2 separate regions of the Mus musculus genome follow, and region 1 is linked to region 2. Evidence: chromatin contacts called from public promoter capture Hi-C data. All regions are on one chromosome and are shown on one strand. Each heading gives the region's core, a stretch centred on a gene start, on an enhancer-like site or on the middle of the called end of the contact. The rest is flanking DNA. Distances are from core to core; before and after follow the strand shown. Region 1 holds the start of Cstb (cystatin B). Region 2 holds the start of Dip2a (disco interacting protein 2 homolog A).

What was found. Promoter capture Hi-C pulls out the DNA fragments that hold promoters and counts their contacts.
Region 1: a promoter capture Hi-C map of cranial neural crest shows a contact between it and region 2. The contact joins the promoter of Cstb here to the promoter of Dip2a in region 2. A contact is called at or near these places in 2 of 39 promoter capture datasets (cranial neural crest and pre-B cells) and 1 of 9 other capture datasets (adipose tissue).

The regions. Positions count from the first base shown.
Region 1 is chr10:78,423,008-78,427,150 of GRCm38.p6, reverse strand. Cstb (cystatin B) reads right to left here and starts at 1,481. Exons shown (of 3, transcript NM_007793.3): 1 at 1,294-1,481; 2 at 123-224. The coding sequence starts at 1,359.
Region 2 is chr10:76,343,168-76,347,251 of GRCm38.p6, reverse strand. It overlaps Dip2a (disco interacting protein 2 homolog A), which reads left to right and starts at 1,961. Exons shown (of 38, transcript NM_001081419.2): 1 at 1,961-2,145. The coding sequence starts at 2,055. Gm40699 (a long non-coding RNA gene) reads right to left here and starts at 1,957. Exons shown (of 2, transcript XR_871838.2): 1 at 1,678-1,957; 2 at 1-484.

The DNA.
Region 1 (4,143 bases), core at 232-2,731, 2.1 Mb before region 2:
AATTCATCCTCTCAGAACATGTACATGTCCCCTTAAGGGGTTCTCTGCAGGAAGTTGCAGGACACTCTGCTCTACTCTGAGACTATGTCCCCAGTTCATGCCAAGCTACTATCAGTACCCACCTTGATGAAGAGGTTGGTGCCAGCCACTATCTGTCTCTTGAAGGATATGGCTTTAAAGACATCAAACTTCTGATTTTCTTTCGATTCAAGCTGGGACTTCACCTGGATGGTGGGTGAGAAGGAAGGACTTAGATTCATGCACAGGTGCCCCCACACACACACACTGCCAGCCTTCAATACTCCTCATTCCGGGGGACATGGTAAACTGTTGGCCCCACTGATAAAGAACAACACAGCTCCTTTTTTTTGGGGGGGGGGGGGACAGGGTCTCACTATGTAGCTATGGCTGGCATGGAACTAAGCAAACTGGGCTGGCTTCAAATTCAGAGAGACTCGCCTGTCTCTGCCTCCTGAGTGCTGATGTGGCACGTGGCCAAGGTTCCCTTGCCTGGCCAGTGTGTCTGTAACATTTCCTCATTTCTAGGGTCTCATGGAGCTGACTCACTCCTTCTTGGCCACTTCAGTCAGAGCAAACACCTCCCAAGATCAGCTAGGCTTAGTGGACAGGGTCCTGGGCTTGGGGCGTGGCAGGAGAGCTGAAGAGAGGATTTGTTTAACTTTTCTTCTCTTGCTAATACCCTGAACCTCCCCCTACCTTGTACTGAATCTCTGCTCTGCTAACAGTCACAGGAAGGGCAGCCCAGGCCCAAGGTCCACCCCCTCGTTTCAGACTAGGCACAAGCAAGTTCTACAACTTCTGGTTTTGATCCTTTTTTTTTTCCCTGAGGGGCGGTGTTGGTGATGGTGGTGGTGGTATCAGTTGAATTCCTGCCACTGAGCTAAACAGTCCTAGCTCTTTCTTTTGAGGAGACAAGCACAGTAGCCCAGTCTGGCTTTCTCTTGTTTAGGCCTGGGTGTAAGTCAAAAAGGTGCCGTCTAGGTTCTAACAGCTGCCTTCCTGAATTCTCTGGGACCACCGGATCCCTCCACCGATCCCGGGGCTAGTTCCCTAATAGGTGAGTGGCCCTCTTGTATGCAAGCGGCAGAAGACTCGCCCCAGTTCCCGGCCCTGAATCTTCCAACCAGATCCAGAGCCCCCAGCTCCCAGTCACACTTGTGGCCGCCCCGGAAACCCGCTGCAGGACCTGACCAGTCTGGGCAGGCCGGTCCCTGAGGCCGCCGGGTCTCCGCAGGCCTGGCTCAGACTGGCCTGACCTGGGCCCAGCCTCACCTGGTCGGCGACCTCCTGCGTCTCGGCCGTGGCTGGCATTGTGGCAGATGGCGCGCCACACATCATCTTGGCAGCAGTAGTCGGGGTAGCACGGAGAAGCTGAAGACAGATCCAACTAGGAGACCTGGGTGCCTGGACCCTAGAAAAACCTGGCTTGGCTCCGCCCCCCCGGACCCGTAGCACGTGACAGAGCGACGGGGCGGGGCGCCGCACCCTCTCGCTCGCTCTCTTTACTGTCACCACCCTCCGTTCCAGGCAGAGTCAGGAGACCCAGGCTGGGCGTGGGCGGAGGGTGAGGCATGGTGGGTGCTTCACGTCCTTTCCCTGAACGGACGCTAAGAAGGGTTTGGAGGCTGGGAGTCCTGATTGCCCCTCAATGGTCGTGAAGTGATTGTAGGAGTATCTCTGACCCGGCTTAGGGGCTTCCGGGTCCTCACAGGATGCAGAGATGTGAGAAGGGGTCCTAGTCTTTCCATGGAGTAGGTGGACACGAAGTACAGCCCTGGACATCTCAATTTCCCCTTGTCCTGTGACTATTAAGTGGGGGTCTTGATGGGTCCCTATCCCTCCTTCCATAGAGTGGATACAGAAATAGATGATTGAGGACCTAGAAGTCTCAGATCCCTGTTCCTTGACCCCTGGCCCCATCCTTTCCTCCCCTCCCCAACGTGGACTTAGTTTTTGGGTCCGGATAACCCCATGAAATAAGAGCTTATCTGGGAATTCCATTCTTTTTGAATGACATGGCCTTGTCAGGCGGTAGGCGGGGCTTGGGGATCCCAGCCCCAGCCCCACAGAGCTGGGTAGGTGGTCTATTCTGGGTGAGACTCTATTCTCACACACCCAACACAGGCTGGGAACCATGAGGACCCCGGATATGCCCTCTGTCAGTGCTCTTACTTGAGTGACCTTCAAACCCGAGTTTCCGTTTGCAAAACTGTCACAGTTGGATAGCAGGACATGATGGTATACACCTGCAATCCTGGCACTTGAGAGGCTAAGCTAACCTGACTATGCAGTGAGACCTTGGCTTAAAAAAAATAATTTGGGGGTGCAGAGGTAGCTCATGGTAAGGGGCTTGCCACGGAAGTGCGACAGCCTGAATTTGATATTTGGAACCCAGTCAAAGAGCCAAGTGAGGGGCTGGAGAGATGGCTCAGCAGTTAAGAAAACTGGCTGCTCTTCCAGAGGACCTGAGTTCAATTCTCAGCTCCCACATACTAGCTCACAACTCCAGTTCCATGGGATCCTATTTCTCCACCCCCTGGCCTCAATGGGCACTAGGGATGCAAGTGGTGCCCAGACATACATGGAGACTTGTGGTGGTGGCAGTCAACCCAAACTAAAACAGAAGTTAGTACCAGACACTGGAGTATTGCTGGGATTAGGCCTGGCCATGCTTTTGTTTGGAGGAATGTGGATTTTGGGTTAGAAAAGCAATTGATCACTTAATAGTTCATAGGGCCATAGTAGTAGGAATATGGAAGACAGTGGTGATGAAGGTGATGTGAGCTTTGGGGGTCTGGTTCAAGAGGTTTCAGAGGACAAAACTATTTGTATGTGGCCTACAGACTGTTCTCGAGCTTTGGCTAAGAACGTGGTTGCTTTTTTGCTCTTGTCTAAAAAGTCTTCGTGAGGCTAAATTTAAGTCTTTGGGATTAGTTGAGCTGGCAGAGGAAATTTCAAAATGGCCCAGTATCGACTCTCTTGTGTGGTTGTTAGTGGTCACTCTTATGAAGATCTATAATGAAAAGGAGCAAGCTGAGGAAGTAAAAAATACAAAATGTACAGAAAAGGGGGCACCAGGAAGTGGAAAGGAGCTAAATCCTGTTTTTTAAGGAGTTAAACAGGTAACAGAAAAGCCAAATGTTTACATAAAGGGAATGGTGACTTCAGGGCAAGAGTCTGCCCAGCTAAGCTTTCAGCCTGTGAAAAGGAATTAAAAGAAAGTTTAGAGCCAGGTGTGGCGGTGCATGCCTTTAATCCCAGCAGTTGTGTGAAGCCAGTTTTGTCTTCAGATCAAGTTTCAGGACAACCAAGCTCAGGCAGTGAAGGAAAGCAGGGGGTCAGTTCCCAGCCTCAGCAAGCAGCAGAACTTGGCAGCTTCGGTCACATGGTTCTGGCTTTAGAGGCAAGGATAGAAGACAGGGGTTATGGAATCTCCCTCTGAGGTCAAGGGAAGCTGCTGAGGCCAGGTATTGTCATGGGTGGAGGCCTATAGAGGCCATCACGTGAAGCTATGAAGCCTGGATTGCCTTGGAGAAACCAAGATATTGGAGATACCAGAGCCGAGGGATAGCTGTTGAGGAAAGCTGCTAACAGGGAGTGGAGCCAGCCCAGGAGAGAGAGGAATGCTGCAGCCAACACAGCTGAAAGAGTTGGAAATCTGAAGAGCACTTTGGCGTCAGACTTGGAGATGCAGAGCTTGGACTTTGCCCAGCTGGTTTTAGTCTTGCTTTGGTCCAGTATTCCCTTCCTGTGCTTGCCTTTATCCCTTTTGGAATGGTGATGGATATCCTGTGCTATTATATGTTGGAAGTATGTGATCTGCTTTCTGATTTTGATTTTTGCAGGGACTTACAGTTGAGAGATTGCATGAGTCTCAGAAGAGACTCTAAACTTTGGATTTTAAAAAAGTTTGATGGGGGTGGGGGGCTGGAGAGACGGCTCAGTGGTTAAGAGCACTGACTGCTCTTCCAGAGGTCCTGAGTTCAATTCCCAGCAACCACATGGTGGCTCACAACCATCTGTAATGGGATCTGATGCCCTCTTCTGGTGTGTCTGAAGACAGTGACAGTGTACTCATGTACATAAAATAAATAAACAAATCTTAAACAAGTTTGAGACTGT
Region 2 (4,084 bases), core at 712-3,211:
TTACACATTTTACTGTTTGGAGTTACTTGGGATCTTCCTTCCTGGCCTAATTATACCGCTGCAGGTGACTTTTTTTTTTTTTTTTTCATGCAATTTCATAGGGTTTGGCTCTTGATCGACTGTAGTTTGCCATTAGCTGACCACTGTTTCTTACTAAGAAGTTCCATTTTACCTGCTAGGTATTTTGTTTCACTGGGTCAACATGCAGGGTTTATACCCCTGTTCAGCTTGTTGAGCTGTGGAGAAAGACAGAAGGATCCAACGCTCCCTAGAGCCAGTGGCTAAATGCTTAAAAAATAGATAAATGGGGGACTGGAGAGACAGTTCACCAGTTAAGAGTGCTTGTTGCTTTTGAAGAAACTTCTGGGTTTTTTTGTAGTATGAAGTATGGTGGCTAAGGGCAGTCTTACAGTTGAAGGACATCTGGCGCCCTCTCTGGAATTCTTTGGTACTGCATGCATGTGGTGCACAGGTACACACTTGCCTGCAAAACACCCACACATAAAATAAACCTTAACAAATGTTAAATGCTCTAAAGTGTTGTTAAATGCTGCTTAAAACGTTTTGTGTTGAATTTTTAAGTCTTTATTGTAAACACTTTTTTGTTCCGACGTCAATAAATAAAAATTCAGCTCTTTGAAGGACAAGGACATCATTCCCTTCCTGATTCCTGGCAGCCTAGAGTGAGGGACTGTCAGCTAAGCAGCTCCTTCCCCAGCAACCTGCTGGAATGCCTTCAAGTCTGGCTGTTTTCCGTACTTTACAGTCAATGTGAAAATACTCCAGCAGCAAGCTAATCTACTACAATTGAATCCAGGAGACCTGGTCCAGGAAACCTTGCTCTGGCCACACCCACTCCAGACAGTGCACCCGCCTCGAAAGGCGAAGCCCAGATGCTTTTTTTTTTCTCGACCAGTAAACTTTCGGCAGCTATTATTCATTCAAGAGGACAGGGAACACTTCCTTAGAAGAAACCATTGATCAGAGAAACGTGAGAAGTGTTGACCAGCTTTCATGCAAAGCTTGTGACTGCTTCCTATATAAACCTGTGACCTGCGGAAATAAATAGTCCCTCGTTTGCATACCACACCTCCTGCCTGTATAACCAGATTAGTCAGCTCAAATCAGATGTTTTAAAATCAGTTGGGGACACCTTCCTATGCTGTTCCTTGTGGATGTAATATTAGGCTCACTGAAAGCCTCCAAAATGGTCTTTTTTGTTGCCTACCTGGGATTTTTAATATATGTAGACAGTGGCAAGAGGGTGGCTAATGAGTAGTAGAAATAAAATTGTGTGTGTGTGCGTGTGTGTGTGTGTATATATATGTATGTAAGTATGTATGTATGTATGTATATACATGTTTATACGTATATGTGTATATATACCGCCACTCTGAGAATAGCTCCTTCAAAAATCCCACTAAGGTTTCCAACATGTCAGATCTATGCTTCCATGCCCCAAGGACATCTCAAGGACTGAGACACTGCCAGAGCTCCTTCTTGGTCAATGTCAGAGTGCTTCCAGGGTTATTGTGAAAGGGAATAAGCAAACACACTTTAAGGGCGGCAGAAAACCCGCCAGAGTTAGCTGATACCATAGCAGGAACGCGGACAGAATTAAGCGTGCCAGCAGGGCTCCTGAGGAAGAAGAAGGTGGGGATCCCGGAGGAGGGTCACCTGGGCGACATTGAAGTCCGTTCGGTGGGGTCGCACGTCTCCCGAGGCGCCTCTGTCCAGCTCTCCCGCCCGCCGCTCCTCTCGCACCCCGAAGCGGAGTAAAGCTCCGGGCTGCTCCGGCGTGTCTTATTGGCCAATGGAACCGAGCCTTTAAAGTTGCTGGGCGGGGCCGGCCCGGCGTACCCGCGCAAGCGTTGCCCCGCCCCTCAGCCGCGCACGCGCGTCCCCAGCGCGCTCCCGGAGCCGGAGCCAGCCGCGCTCGCGCCCGTGCCCGCGCCCCTGCGAAGCAGCCCCGGCCGCGCCCCGCCCGCTGCCGGCTGCGGGCGGCCGCTGCGGGTCTGCAGGCCCCGGTTGGGGGAACGCCTGAGCCACCGGCCATGGCCGACCGCGGATGCCCTCTGGAGGCGGCGCCGCTGCCCGCCGAGGTGCTCGAGAGCCTGGCGGAGCTGGAGCTGGAGCTGTCCGAAGGTGAGCCGCGGGTTCCCCCCACCCCCCACCCCGCCAGGGACCCTCGCCCGAGACCCCGCCCAGGGACCTCCGGGAGCGTCACCCCCGGAACCTGCGGGTACCCTCATACGGGATCCCCGCCGGCCTCTCCTCGGCATCCCTGTCTGGGCCGCTCGCCGGAGAGCCCGCCAGCTTCTGCAGACTGGCGGGTGCCCGGCCTCCGAAGGACACCGGGAGGGACTGGCTTGGGAGGTGGGCCTAGGCGCACTCTTGCTGCCCGACCGTCAAGGCCACGGTCCAGGTCCGGGCTTCCAGCGTGTGCCCTGCAGCCTGTCGGCCAGCAGGAAGCCCGGGATGCAGAAGCCGAGCCCCACCCCTGGAACCTCAGACTGCCTCGTGAGCCTCAGTTTCCTCATCTAGAAAACGAAGCAAAAGTACACTTGCGCCTTGTGGATTATGAGGCTGAAGTGCATTAACCTATAAACATGTAAAACGTGTTTAACACTTAAAAGGTTTATTCCTTTACGGAATTTTGATACAATTACACTGGGGGAGGAGGTGGGGGACAGGCAAGGGTCACGGTGCCTGCGTGGGGAGGTCAGAGGTCAGCTTGCACGGAGCTGGGAGCTGGTGCTCTCCTTCCACCTTGTGAGTTCTGGGAATGAACTCAGGTTGTCAGATTAGAGGGCAAGTGCTCGCCGGGCCAACCCGACAGCCCTCTCTAGGTGAGGATTTTTAAAAAGTTAAAAAGTCAAATAAGTGGTTGTTAGAAACAGACTAGGGAAATAATAGAACTCCAGAGATGGGAGTGGCGCCCTCAATTTGGACGCCTGGGAAAAGAGTTCTGTTCTCCATAAACTGACCTCCAACCCTGGTGGAAAAGCATCTGTGCTTGTTAACTCTGCTTTTGAGACTTAAATGCAATTAGAACTTGTTAGAATCCATCACCCCCCCACCCCACCCCATTTAGATTGTTAAGCTTTGCTGTGGTAGGTTTAGTGAGTTTTTGAGAATTCTCTTTTTCTTTTTAAATATATGCATTTCCCCTGCATGTTTGTCTGTATATCTTATGCGTGCCTGGTGTTCCCTGGAGGCCAGAATTGGGTCCTAGATTCATGTTGGTGCTGTGACTTGAACCCAGGTCTTCTGGAAGAACGGCCAGTGCGCTTAACCACTGAGCCATCTCTCCAGCTCCGTTTTGAAAATCCTTGATTCTCTTTGGAGGCGTGGTTGGGAATGATTCTGAGAAAAAAGGTCTATTGTACTGGATTTGATATGACTCCCCAGGGGAAATCGCATAGTTGTAGTTTGGCTTTTGCATATCAAATATGTTGTTGCAGATTGCTCCTCATTACGGCTCCAGAATATCGGTTATTTCAGTTCCGTAGGGTTATATAGCTTTTAATGCTCGCTACGAGTTTACAGTTAATTAAATTATTTCCTCAAAGCAAAAACTTCATAACTTGTGGCAGGACTGAAGTATGTCAGCGATAGAAGTAGCTCTTAAGTTAATCAAATCTACTTATACTGATACTGTTTTAGACATACATGGGGTTTATGTAAGGAAAGGGTATAAGGTGTGTGCCATGGTGAGGATCTGAAAAAACAGCTTACGTGGAGGAAGGGGGCAGACAGTTCAGAGTTAATAGCAGGAGACTGCAGAGTGCGCTGGCAACCCCAGAGTCAGAGTCAGTAACCATAGTTTCTTGCCCTCTGCTAGACTGGCACATTTCATTTTGCCACATAGGTTAAATGATTACATTGGCAGAGTTGCCCTTGGCCCTGCTCTCAGAGAACTTTCACACCTTAACACTGGACCCTAGAGCTTGGGATTATTGTGATGTGTAGCTGTCCCTGTTGGGCTCGGAGATGCCTAGTGATACAGACTGTGTTTCAGGCAGACCTTTGGAGAACTCACATAGAGGCTGGCATCTCGTAAGTGTCACCTGGCAAGCCACTG